Linked DNA regions of Mus musculus: all the other regions are linked to region 4. Evidence: chromatin contacts called from public HiChIP or PLAC-seq and promoter capture Hi-C data. All regions are on one chromosome and are shown on one strand. Each heading gives the region's core, a stretch centred on a gene start, on an enhancer-like site or on the middle of the called end of the contact. The rest is flanking DNA. Distances are from core to core; before and after follow the strand shown.

Evidence for each region. Promoter capture Hi-C pulls out the DNA fragments that hold promoters and counts their contacts. HiChIP or PLAC-seq counts read pairs in DNA pulled down with a chosen protein or histone mark.
Region 1: a contact with region 4 is called in a promoter capture Hi-C map of embryonic stem cells, with 3 times the contacts expected there. The contact joins the promoter of Tent5b here to the promoter of Fam76a in region 4. A contact is called at or near these places in 7 of 39 promoter capture datasets (embryonic stem cells, hematopoietic stem and progenitor cells, hippocampal neurons and 4 more), 1 of 15 datasets of contacts at CTCF or cohesin (large pre-B cells), 1 of 484 Hi-C or Micro-C datasets (B cells), 8 of 115 datasets of contacts at active chromatin or transcription factors (astrocytes, embryonic hindbrain, embryonic stem cells and 3 more) and 3 of 9 other capture datasets (adipose tissue, macrophages and pancreatic islet).
Region 2: an H3K27ac HiChIP or PLAC-seq map of embryonic stem cells shows a contact between it and region 4, with 5 times the contacts expected there. The contact joins the promoter of 1700091J24Rik here to the promoter of Fam76a in region 4. A contact is called at or near these places in 1 of 39 promoter capture datasets (liver), 1 of 15 datasets of contacts at CTCF or cohesin (large pre-B cells), 5 of 115 datasets of contacts at active chromatin or transcription factors (bone marrow-derived macrophages, embryonic forebrain and embryonic stem cells) and 2 of 9 other capture datasets (adipose tissue and liver).
Region 3: an H3K4me3 HiChIP or PLAC-seq map of neural tube shows a contact between it and region 4, with 3 times the contacts expected there. The contact joins the promoter of Trnp1 here to the promoter of Fam76a in region 4. A contact is called at or near these places in 4 of 39 promoter capture datasets (hematopoietic stem and progenitor cells, neutrophils, pre-B cells and 1 more), 8 of 115 datasets of contacts at active chromatin or transcription factors (embryonic hindbrain, embryonic stem cells, large pre-B cells and 2 more) and 2 of 9 other capture datasets (adipose tissue and pancreatic islet).

What each region holds. Positions count from the first base shown.
Region 1 is chr4:133,478,717-133,481,416 of GRCm38.p6, forward strand. Tent5b (terminal nucleotidyltransferase 5B) reads left to right here and starts at 1,417. Exons shown (of 2, transcript NM_175307.6): 1 at 1,417-1,847. The coding sequence starts at 1,584.
Region 2 is chr4:133,433,507-133,436,206 of GRCm38.p6, forward strand. It overlaps 1700091J24Rik (a long non-coding RNA gene), which reads right to left and starts at 1,389. Exons shown (of 2, transcript XR_881474.2): 1 at 1,268-1,389.
Region 3 is chr4:133,497,141-133,499,840 of GRCm38.p6, forward strand. It overlaps Trnp1 (TMF1-regulated nuclear protein 1), which reads right to left and starts at 1,410. Exons shown (of 2, transcript NM_001081156.2): 1 at 488-1,410. The coding sequence starts at 1,317. The coding sequence ends at 646.
Region 4 is chr4:132,921,134-132,923,833 of GRCm38.p6, forward strand. It overlaps Fam76a (family with sequence similarity 76, member A), which reads right to left and starts at 1,418. Exons shown (of 9, transcript NM_145553.2): 1 at 1,225-1,418. The coding sequence starts at 1,305.

The DNA.
Region 1 (2,700 bases), core at 167-2,666, 560 kb after region 4:
CTCCTGGAGGCTCAGAGGGAGAATGTGTCAGGGGCTATGCTGTGGCTTTGTGGTGGCTTGTGTTGGTTTGGGGGCTTGGGGATTAGACCCAGGATCTTGCACTAGGCAAGCATTCCGAGCCACTGAGCCAAATCCATGTGCAGGAGAGTATTATGCCTGGACCTCAAACGCTTTCATCAGTAGCCTCGGGGATCTAGAGTTCAGAGACAACTCAGTCAAAGATCTCATTTTTATTTCCCTCGTTTTGTGGCACCAGAGGTTGAAGCCTGGGTCTCCGGCACACTAGGCGAGCAATTGGTCAGCGCTTTATATCTCCAGCCTGTTGATGTTGTTGTTGACAGGGTCTCACTGTATATCCCCGGCTGACCCAGAACTCAACAGGCAGACAAGGATAACTGAACGTCTTATCCTCCTGCCCACACCACTGGAATGCTGGGGTTACACATCTGGTGGAACACACGGGGCCTCCTCCAGGGGTTTTTAGAGTGGCCTGAGGCTGGGGCCGGCTTTCAGAAAGAAGAAATGTGTGTTCTGGTTTGAGGCAGGTCAAGCTGTGCCCTGACAGAAACTGGGGTATAGTAGCTGTTTCTAAGTCCTGGATTCTTCTTCCCTGTCTTTTAATCCTTAGTCTGCCTTTTAGGAAAATGGAAGGCTACAGAATTTGCTATATTATTATTACGAGAATGACAAGAAAAAAATACTGCGGCGATGAACAGGGCGATTCGATTTCGATTCTCCCTCCTGCCCATGACACATATATTTAAAATCTGAAAAGGAGGAGGGGATAAGATTCAAAAGTAGCAATAAGCCTCGGCCTCTATGATCTGTAGAGAGAAAGAGAAAAAAAATAGTAATATCCATCCCAGAAAAACCCTGGGTGGGCCCAGATGGAGCAAAGAGCTACATAGATCTTTAAACCTCCATCAGGACCATAACTGACACTCACATGCTACATGATGATGGGTAATAACGCCCTCTCTCTAAGCAGATTTCACCTCACCTAAGATGGAACAGGTACGCCAGGCATGCGGTAATTCGAAGGGCCAATCAAAGGAATAAATTAGAAAGCGGCCGGGCCGCCTTGTCAACACGGCAACATTACTCTACACAGACCTCCCTCGACTTCTGCCGCTGGAGGGCGCTGTCCCTCTAAGTCCCGGCAGGCTCGGGCCAATCGCAAGCAGCAGCTTCTTTAAAGACCAAAGGAGGGAATTCGGTCCGAGAGAGGGGGCGGGGAAGGGGCGTGCCTTTCAGCCAATCAGAAACTCCTGAGAGCCAGCGATTCCCTTGCAAAACTGTGTTGGCCCGTGATAGGGGGAGGGACAAGAGGAGGGCATCTCCTGCTGTGTGACAGCTGTGCTGACCAATGGGCGTGCGGCCCGCGGCCTATAAGTGTCAGCTGGGCCCGAGCCGCCTGGCTCTAAGATCTGTTAGTCCTCCCTGCCGTCGGGGGTGTTCCCTGGGTTTGCCTCGCCGCCGCCGGGTCCCCGCACCCCGCCTTGGCCCGTGCACAGCCACTCTCCCTGCCCTCCTCGCCTTCACCATTCCCGGGTTTCTGCCGTCCAGGCACCGGGGCCGGGTGAATGATGCCGTCGGAGAGTGGAGCTGAGAGCCTGGAGCAGCCAGCTGCGCAGGTGGGGACCGGTGCAGCCTCGGCAGTGGCCACGGCTGGGGCGGCCGGCGGCGGCCCGGACCCGGAGGCCTCCTCGGCCTCCCTGGGACGGCACCAGAGTCGGCTGAGCTGGCCACAGGTGAAGCGGCTGGACGCGCTGCTGAAAGAGCCGATCCCCATTCACGGACGAGGCAACTTCCCCACGCTGAGCGTGCAGCCCCAGCAGATCGTGCAGGTGAGGGGGACCCTGGCAGGGTCGGGGGTGGGGTGGTGCTCTGCTGCAAGGTACCTGGAGTCTATGACTGGCCGGGAAGCTAGGGAAACTAAGAAACAGGAACCCGACTACTAGTTCAGCTCTTCCTGCACCCTGCTGAGCTTGCCTGCTTGCCGTTCTGGGGACCTCTTATTCCCTTGGGAACCACTCACCAAGACCCTGGCTGGGAAATGGGGTGGAGATGGAGGAGGCACTAGATGGGACATCGCCCTGGCAGTCGCCAGTGAGGAGGGTGTGTACCTGGTTCCAGAATAGCTTTTCTTCTTCTACCTCACATCCTTGGACCTCCTGCACCCTCAGGGTTCTAGGGCACTCTGCCCTTGTGTTCCCACAACCCTTAGCTCAAGAAGCCTTGGCTAGGTGAAACAGCCCAGAAATTCCTGGGAAAGCTCCCAACCTCCCACGTGTTGCGGCCAGACCGGAGACCTCACCCCTTTGAAGATAGCATCAAATTTCCATTTTAGGGGTTCCTTCTCCCTTAAGGCTAGAATGAAGGCCGGCCCAAGGTTCAGACCCCAAAACACTATCTCCCTCCTGAGGATCAGATTCTGGCAGCTGCCCCCCTCCCCCATCAAACTACAGCTCTTTTAACCTAACCCTGCAAGACCCCAAACTTGCTCTTTCTGCATACAGCCCGAGCACTGTGGAATTCTGAAATACCAGAGGATGCCCGTTCTTATACCCCATTCTAACTGAGGCCTCGGGTGGGAGGGTGAGCTACCTACCAAAGGCTATCCAGTGAGGTGGAGGTCAGGTTCAGGGAGGGAGTCCTGGAGCTCCCCAGGAACAGATGGTATCTGATCAACAGTTCCTC
Region 2 (2,700 bases), core at 139-2,638, 510 kb after region 4:
TTGTTTGGGGTTTTAGGGGTTTTGTTTTTGTTTTTTTGGCTTTTCAAGACAAAGTTTCTGTGTTTAGCCCTGACTGTCCTGGAACTCATTCAGTAGACCAGGCTGGCCTCGAACTCACAGAGATCCACCCGCCTCTGCCTCCCGAGTGCCAGGATTAAAGGTGCCACCGTGGCCAGTGCAGATAGGATCTTAGGCTGGCCTTGGCCTCCTGTCTTCCTGCATTCCACTTACCCATGGTTGGGATTGCAAGCATGTGCCACCACACCCAGACTGATTTTATTTTTTCCCCCAGAGTCTCCTCTGGAGCCGGGCACTGTGGGTGGTACCTGCCCGGGAGGAGAAGCTGGGGAGGGAGACCCATTTGAGCCCAGAATTTCTAGTACAGCCTGGGTAACATAGCAAGACTATGTCTCAAGAAACAGTGATCGGTTAACAGCAAGTGGCTTACATACTTAGCCAGCTAGCCGCCCACCTCCTTTAGGAGACAGAGTGTCAAATGTCCTAAACTGCCACCAAACTTGCTATGTGTGGGAGACTGGCCTTGAACCACAGACCCTCCTCCCTCTCCCTCCTGACTGCTCTTGCTTTTTGTATCAACCCTTCCAAAAATTTACATAGAAGCCTGTGTGTCTTAGCACAGCTGATTTGGGGGAAAGGTTGGCATTTTTTAGTGAAGTGGTATGACATTCATATACTGTGACCCAGGACACCAAACCAGAAAAATGTCCTAGGCAATGCATGCACTGTGTGTCAGGGAGCAGATACAAAAACATTCAGAGCTGGTCTTGCTGGTACATGCCTTGAATCCAAGCACCCAGGATGCAGAGGCAGGTGGAGCTCTGTGAGTTCAAGGCCAGCTTGGTCTACAGAGTGAGTTCCAGGACAGCATAATGAGATCTGTCTTGGAGAGAGAGAGAGAGAGAGAGAGAGAGAGAGAGAGAGAGAGAGAGAGAGAGAGAGAGAGAGAGAGAGAGAGAAGGAATTTAAGAATAGACATGCACTAGAAACAACTCTAAAGCCTGTCAGAAGCATGTGGGATGGTGGCCCCTTGGAAAAGCAGCCTGCTACCAAGCAGGTGGACCTGAGCTGCATCCCTGGAATCACATGGCTGAAAGACAACTGACTTCCTCACCTTCTCTCTCATGTACACAATTTAAATGTAAAAACAAAGAATTTCAAAGCCAATCACTAGTAAAGTGCACAGATGCATTTCATTACAAAATATCTTCTTGTATTTGTAACTATATGTGTGGGGGTATGTGCTCACCAGTGCAAGTGCCCACCAGGTCCAGAAGAGGCTGTAGGAGCTGCAGTTATCGGCTGTTGTGAGCCGATGGGAACTGAATTCGGGTCCTCTGTAAGAGCAGAACACAGAACAAGCCCTTAACCTTTGAGCCATCTCTTTATCCCCAATGGGTTGCTTTATTTCATTTATTTATTTATTTATTTATTTATTTATTTATTTATTTATTTAGGTTTTTCGAGACAAGGTTTCTCTGTGTAGCCCTGGCTGTCCTGGAACTCACTCTGTACACCAGGTTGGCCTCGAACTCAGAAATCCACCTGCCTCTGCCTCCCAAGTGCTGGGATTAAAGGAGTGCACCACTACTGCCCAGCGGGTTGTTTTATTGAAAAACAAACAAACTGATTTCCTGTTTGTGAATGCCGAGGTCAGAGAACAACTTTAGGAAGTTTCTTCTCCACCCCTCACAGTGCTGACCAGGGTTGATCTTGTTTCTGCTGCATGGTTTACGCCAGGCTAAATGTCCTGGTAGCTTCTAGCAATTTCTCTGGTAATAATAAAATAGCTGTCCTGGAATCACAGACACATCTGTTTGCTTGCTTGCTTATTTATTTGTTTATTTATTTATATTTACTTTTGTAGATTCTGGGTATCGAGCTTAGGTCTTCCGTCTTGTGTGGCAAAGGCAGAGCCATCTCCTTAGCTCTTGGCTTTATAATTACACCAGGGAATATTAATCAGCAACGAAAATAGGTAAATTCTTCTTTCCAGCTACACAGACTGATGGGAGGCTAGCACATTTACATCAAGTTTGAAACCAGAAAAATCTAAATTATACGGTAGAGCATGGATGTTCTATGAAGACCCACGAAACTGGGACAGTAGGTAGAGGCTACAGTAAAGACTACAAGAACTACTGATTCCCTTAGGAGGAACTGAGGCATGTGATGGTGGCACAGGGACATGGAGCTGCCAACAATCTGCATTGCCTTGAGCTGTGTGGTGCGCACAGGACAGGTGTTTGTTTCATAATTATACATTATACCATATGTTTCTGACTTACGCACCTTTCTCTACCTGAGTTAATTTCACAGTCGTGTTTCTAAACGTCTTTTTTGGAGACACGTGCTTACTCCATAGCTGTCTTCTGCACTAGCTTCTTTTCCGTTGCTGTGATAAAACACCGTGATCCAAGGCAACTTATGGAAGAAAGCGTTTATTTGGGCCTACGGTCCTATGGGGATGGGGGTCCATCATGGCGGGAGGGGAGGCATGGCAGCAAGCAGCAGGTGGGCCAACAGGAGCAGGAAGCTGCTTCTGACACAAGCGCGACAGGAGACCGGAAGTGGAGTAAACTGATAAGCGCTGAAAGCCCCGCCCCCAGTGACATACTTCCTCCAGTAAATCCCACCTCCTAAAGGTTCCACAACCTTCCCAAACAGCACCACCAACTGAGA
Region 3 (2,700 bases), core at 160-2,659, 580 kb after region 4:
ATGATGGGGACAAACCTTCAACCTCTCCGGGTATCTGTCTCCTCCAATGGGAGTCACAGACTCAGAGGAGAATCCAGTCATACAGCCCTGAGCCAGCCCTCCTCCATCCTGGGACTTTCTTCTTCTTCTCCTTGCAAGGGATGGAGCTGGGCTGTGTAGAAGCCAGCAACTTTGAGGGCAGGGTTTTTACAGTCCCAGGGGACCCAGGAGAGACCACACTAGCACAGGTGAGGGAGCAGATGTTGCAATATTGCAGCAAGCTCCAGCTTGTTAAAGTTTGCCACCAAATCCCTCCGGAAGCCGAACACCTTCCACTAGTTCATCTCTATAAGGGGACTTGGCACTGTCATCTAACCAGCCACGAAAAAAAGGACAGCTCTATCAGGGCTCCACAGATGCCCGCCCAGACATGGAAGATCCCGGATCCTACACTCCTCAACACAGACACACGCTGTATCCAAAATAACACCAGTCAACAACACCGCACCTTAGTGTCACTTTCAGGGCCCCCCATGGACCCCCAGCTGACTCCTCCGCGTAGATGACGCCGTCCATCTGGCCAGCACCTGGATCCGTCCGTCCGTCTGTCCTCCCGCACCTGGAGACTCGCCTGCCTCGGGAAGCCAGGGGTCCGGGGTACTGAGGTCAGCGCTGGGGGGAGGCGGGGCCGCGGGGCGGGCTGCGGCGGAAGGGCGAGTCGGGCTCCGGGCCCTGGCCGCGCCGTAGCCGCCCTGCGCCCCAGGGCACGCAGCTCCCCAGGCCGAGCGCGGACGCCAGCAGCGCCGGGGGACGACCCCGGCGACCGCGGCGCGCACCCTTCTTGAGACGGGACCCGTGCGCAGCCAGGTAGAGCTCGGCCTGGGCCACGCCGCCGCTCAGGCGGCTCAGGCTCTCGGCGCGATGCGCCAGGCGCAGCTCCGCAGCCAAGAAGACTCGGTGCAGCTGCAGCACCCGGCTCTCCAGCTCCGACACCAGGCGCCGGCGGCCCTCCACTTCTAGCAGTCGCCGCCGCGCTTCGGCCAGCTCCAGCGCACGGCCCCCTGCCCCCGCCGCCGCGCCCGCGATCCCCGCCGGGCCCGCGCCCCCAGACCCCCCACTAGCACCCTGGCGCCAGCGCTGCAGCTCCTGCCCTTCCACGGGTGTCTCGGCCGCCTCGGGTAAGGGCGGTGACTTAGTGGGGGTCGGAGTCGAGGTCGGCGATGGGGAAGGGGGCTGGAGGGACGGCAGGGGCTCCCGGGGTGGCGGCGGGGGCGACCCCGGTTCTGCCGTCCCTTCCTGGGCCCCTGGGCCGCAGGCGCTGATTCGGCAGCCCGGCATCCCCCGCCCCGCGGCGGCCCAGGGTTGTCGGTGCGTGGGGAGGAGAGATGCTGGGCACGAGACTAGTGAGAGGCGGCCGCAGAGCCCACACCCAGGCCGCACGCGCCGCCCAGCATCTTATAGCACATGGGGCGGAGCGATGGCAGCACAGCCAATCCGAGACTTTTGTGCCTGAATCTGCCCTGCCTCCCGCCAAGGAGCGTATCCCCAAGTGTTTCAAGTTCCCTGTCTTTCTCCCAGATTGGCTCCGTTTGGGCATCATCCCAAATTTGGGGTAGATAAGTGACGGTCACTTTCCTCGCCTGGAATCACCTCAGAAAAATTCGATGGTAATGTTTAAAAGTCATACATTTCAGTCTCTACCCAGAATGGCTGGGCGTCACCTCTGCTCCTCTGCCGGGCCCGCGTGACAGTGAGAGCCTAGCCTAGAACTTAGCGCTCCGGGTCTCCTAGGATGCCCTTCCCGCCCATCTCTCTGGGCTTATGGGGTGGTTAAGGCAGAGAGACGACTGGTGTCCACTGGAAGATGGGCATATGACTGGATTACTCGCATACCAGGAAGGCACTTAGCTTGCAAAACAAACACCAGAGCCGCTGCTCCTGGTCCGCCAACCTTCGTGGGGCCCTTAGAAAACCCCAAGGTGTGCAAAATTATTTTCCAGCTCCAACTCTGCCTGCGTGTGCACCTGCTAGCCCACAAGACACGTCCTGGTATCTTTCAAATGGAGGGGGAAAGAAACTCAGAAGAAGCCGCGATGCCCTGCTCAATGTCAAATTGTAGGACAGTGGCTGAGTCTGGACGGAAATGAACGAACAAACTCAACCATTCATCAGAGCCCTTGAGATACGTGGATTCCTCCAATTCCCAAGCACGACTCCACATCTCGAATTTTAACCATCCTAGCTCTGCCCACTTTCCCCACGGCACAAATAGCCCTTCTGTTCCCCTTCCAAGTACTGGCCCAGACACCAAGGGTTTTACCTCTGATTGTATCTATTTGAAAGCGCCATCAGAGATTGGAGGGGTTCACGGTAGGAGAGGGCAAGGTCCCCAGGGCAGGAAGGAAGCTCTGAACCCCATTGGGAAGGACTGCAGCAGGTCCTCGGGTTTCAAAGGATCTGCCAAAGGTGTGGCCAGCCCTGAGGGTCAAAATATATGAAGAGGAATCTGACTAGTGGGGGGAGGAAAGCCCCAGTCCCTCCGACCCACGGGTCCACCCAACTCTAAGTGCTTACAGGTGCCTTTTAAGTGACAGGAACTCTGACAGCAAATCTCCACAGAAGCAGCTCCCAGAGCAAGGGAAGGAGGGTGAAGGGAGTTAGATTCAGAGAAGCGGGACGGGAGGACTCACGGTAGTAAAGGGGTGTTCAGTGAACAGGAGT
Region 4 (2,700 bases), core at 168-2,667:
TTGAACTTCCTTTAAAAAAAAAAAAAAAAAAAAAAAAGAGCCGGGAGGTGGTGGCACATGCCTTTAATCCCAGCACTCAGGAGGCCGAGTTCAGGATTTTCTGAGTTCGAGGCCTGCCTGGTCTACAAAGTGAGTTTCAGGACAGCCAGGGCTATACAGAGAAACCCTGTCTTGGAAAAACAAAAAACAAAAATAACAACAAAGAATCATACAGCCTTAGACTGAGCAACAGTACACGACTTTAATCCCAGCGTTTGGAAGACAGAGGCAGTCAGATAGATCTCTGAGAGTTCAAAGACAGCCAGAGCTACAAGTTATATGACCCTGCCTCGGAAACAAACAAGAAAAATGTTTAGATCAAAGTTTTTATGTCCAAGGGGGCCTTCAAACACTATCTTTCGGACTCAGTAAACCCAAGTGGCTTAAGGAAAGTATGTGGGCATCTTTTTGGGGGGACGCGGGGAGGTGAACTACACACAGCGGACGGACACAGACACACATTCTGTATCTGAAATATCTGAGGATCTGTCAACGGCAACTCTGCACGAGCTTGCCGACTTAACTGTTGCTCTCTTGAACCGACGAGGTGGGAGGAAGTTATATATAAAAACGCTGGCATTTCAGGGGTTAAAAAATGCTTAGGATGAGGAGGAAGGCTACCAATTAGATGCTAAAAAGTCACCCTGTTCGTGTGTGTTCCAAGACACTGTTGGGGTACTTTTTTCATTTTCCCTAATAAAGCCTTGCCACCTCTAACTTTGAGATCGGCTGTAAAGTGCCCACGAAGTGTCCAGAGTTCAAAACACTCCTCACAAGCAGCACCTGATTCCGGGGTTCAATCTCATCCAGGACAAGGGAAATCTCTGGACCGTCATTCTACACTCAAGACGACCACATCAGAAGAGAAGGCGGTCCAAGGAAATCTTCCCGGGGGGCCAGTCGGGGACAAACAGGGGAGCTGTCCCCTCCCGCGACCTCACCAGGTCGGAGAAGAAACCCCAGCCGTTGCTAAGCACCAGGACACGCCGGCTGCCAGGGCCTGGACTCCGCCCGGGGCTCCCACAAGTACCCTGCAGTCCTCTGCGGGCCCGGCTCAGCTCGTCCGCAAAACGGGCCGGCCACACCCTGCCCGAGGGGACCCCGGCAGCCGTCCTCGCTGGACCGAGAGTTCCGAACCGCGCCTGGAGCGTCCCCAGCTCCCGGCCGCCGCCCCAGCCCGCGCACCTTGCACAGCTGCTGCCCCTGAGACAGCGCCTCGAAGGGGAAGCGCTGGTGGCACTTGGTGCAGGCGTACAGCGCCGCCATGTCCGGCCCGGGCCGTGATCGCCGCCGCCCCTCCCGCCGGCCCGCCGCTTTATCTGACAGTCTCAGGCACAACCTGGCGGCGGCGGCCGGGCCGCGGGCTGCGGAGGGCGGGCGGGCGAGGGCGGGCCGCGGGCGCAGGGGCGGGCTCTCCGGTGCTCAGAGGCCGTTCGCTGGCTCGCGTGGACGTCGATCACGCGGGAGGGGGCGGAACGTGGAGTTCCCGACGGCTCTGATTCGGTCCGGGTTGGACTACGCCACTGTGACGCTCGGGGCCGCGATTATGTAAAGCGCAGTCACGCGGGGGCGCCGCCTGAAAAGAGCGTCTTCCGAGTAGGATAGCGGAAGCCCTCGGGCTCCGCCCACCTGCCCGCTGAGGCTCCGCCCTCGCTCCGCCTCTCCGGGGGCTGCGGGAGCATTGGAGCTTCTCGCGATACTCGATGAAGTTGTGATGTTTTGGGTTGCCGTGGAGCTTCCCGCTAGCCGAAGGAGTGTGGGATTGGGGTGACAGTCGGGCAACGTCGGATTCGAACTACGAGACCATCCGGAGTTTAAACCCACTGGCAACCAAGGAGGAAAGTCTATCTTTGGAGCAGGCGGAGGGGAAAAGCAGGATATTAAATGAGTGTCCTCTATGGGCTGGAGAGAAGGCTCCGAATGCTGCTTTTGCAAAGTTTGGTTCCCAGCACCCACATCTGGAGGCTCAGATCGCCTGTAACTCCAGCTGCAGGGCTATCCCTGATGCCTCTTAACTCAGCAGGCACCTGCACTCACGTGCACTTACAAAAGATGGGCAGTTGTAAAATGGTAAAACAGTAGAGACCTGAAGCTAGAATTAAAGGCAATAGGAACACGGTGGCCATGATACTCTTGAGATCGGTTGGCTGTGTGTGTATGGAGGCCATCTGTACATGACCCAAAACCTTTAATACATTTTAGTTTGTGTGTGTGTCTCTGTGTCCCCCTCACTTAATATGGAGCTAATTGATCTGTCCGTTCTAGTGTGTGTGAGACTTAGGGATTGGTTTGATCTCTAGCACTGGAGAAAGAAAAAGAGGTAGGGCATAGGAAGTGAGAGGAAAGAAAGGAATAGAAAATATCGATGATCATTCATACAATAAACCTTTTTTAAAAGTTATTTTTACTTGTAAATGTGTTTGTGGGGCTGGAGAGATGGCTCAGCGCTGACTGTCTTCCAAGGGTCCTAAGTTCAATTCCCAGCAACCACATGGTGGCTCATAACCATCTGTAATGGGGTCTGATGCCCTCTTCTAGTGTGTGTCTGAAGATAGCAACAGTGTACTTACATATAATAATAAATAAATCTTGGGGCTGGAGCCAGCAAGGCTGGAGCCAGCAGAGGTCCTGAGTTCAATTCCCAGCAACCACATGAAGGCT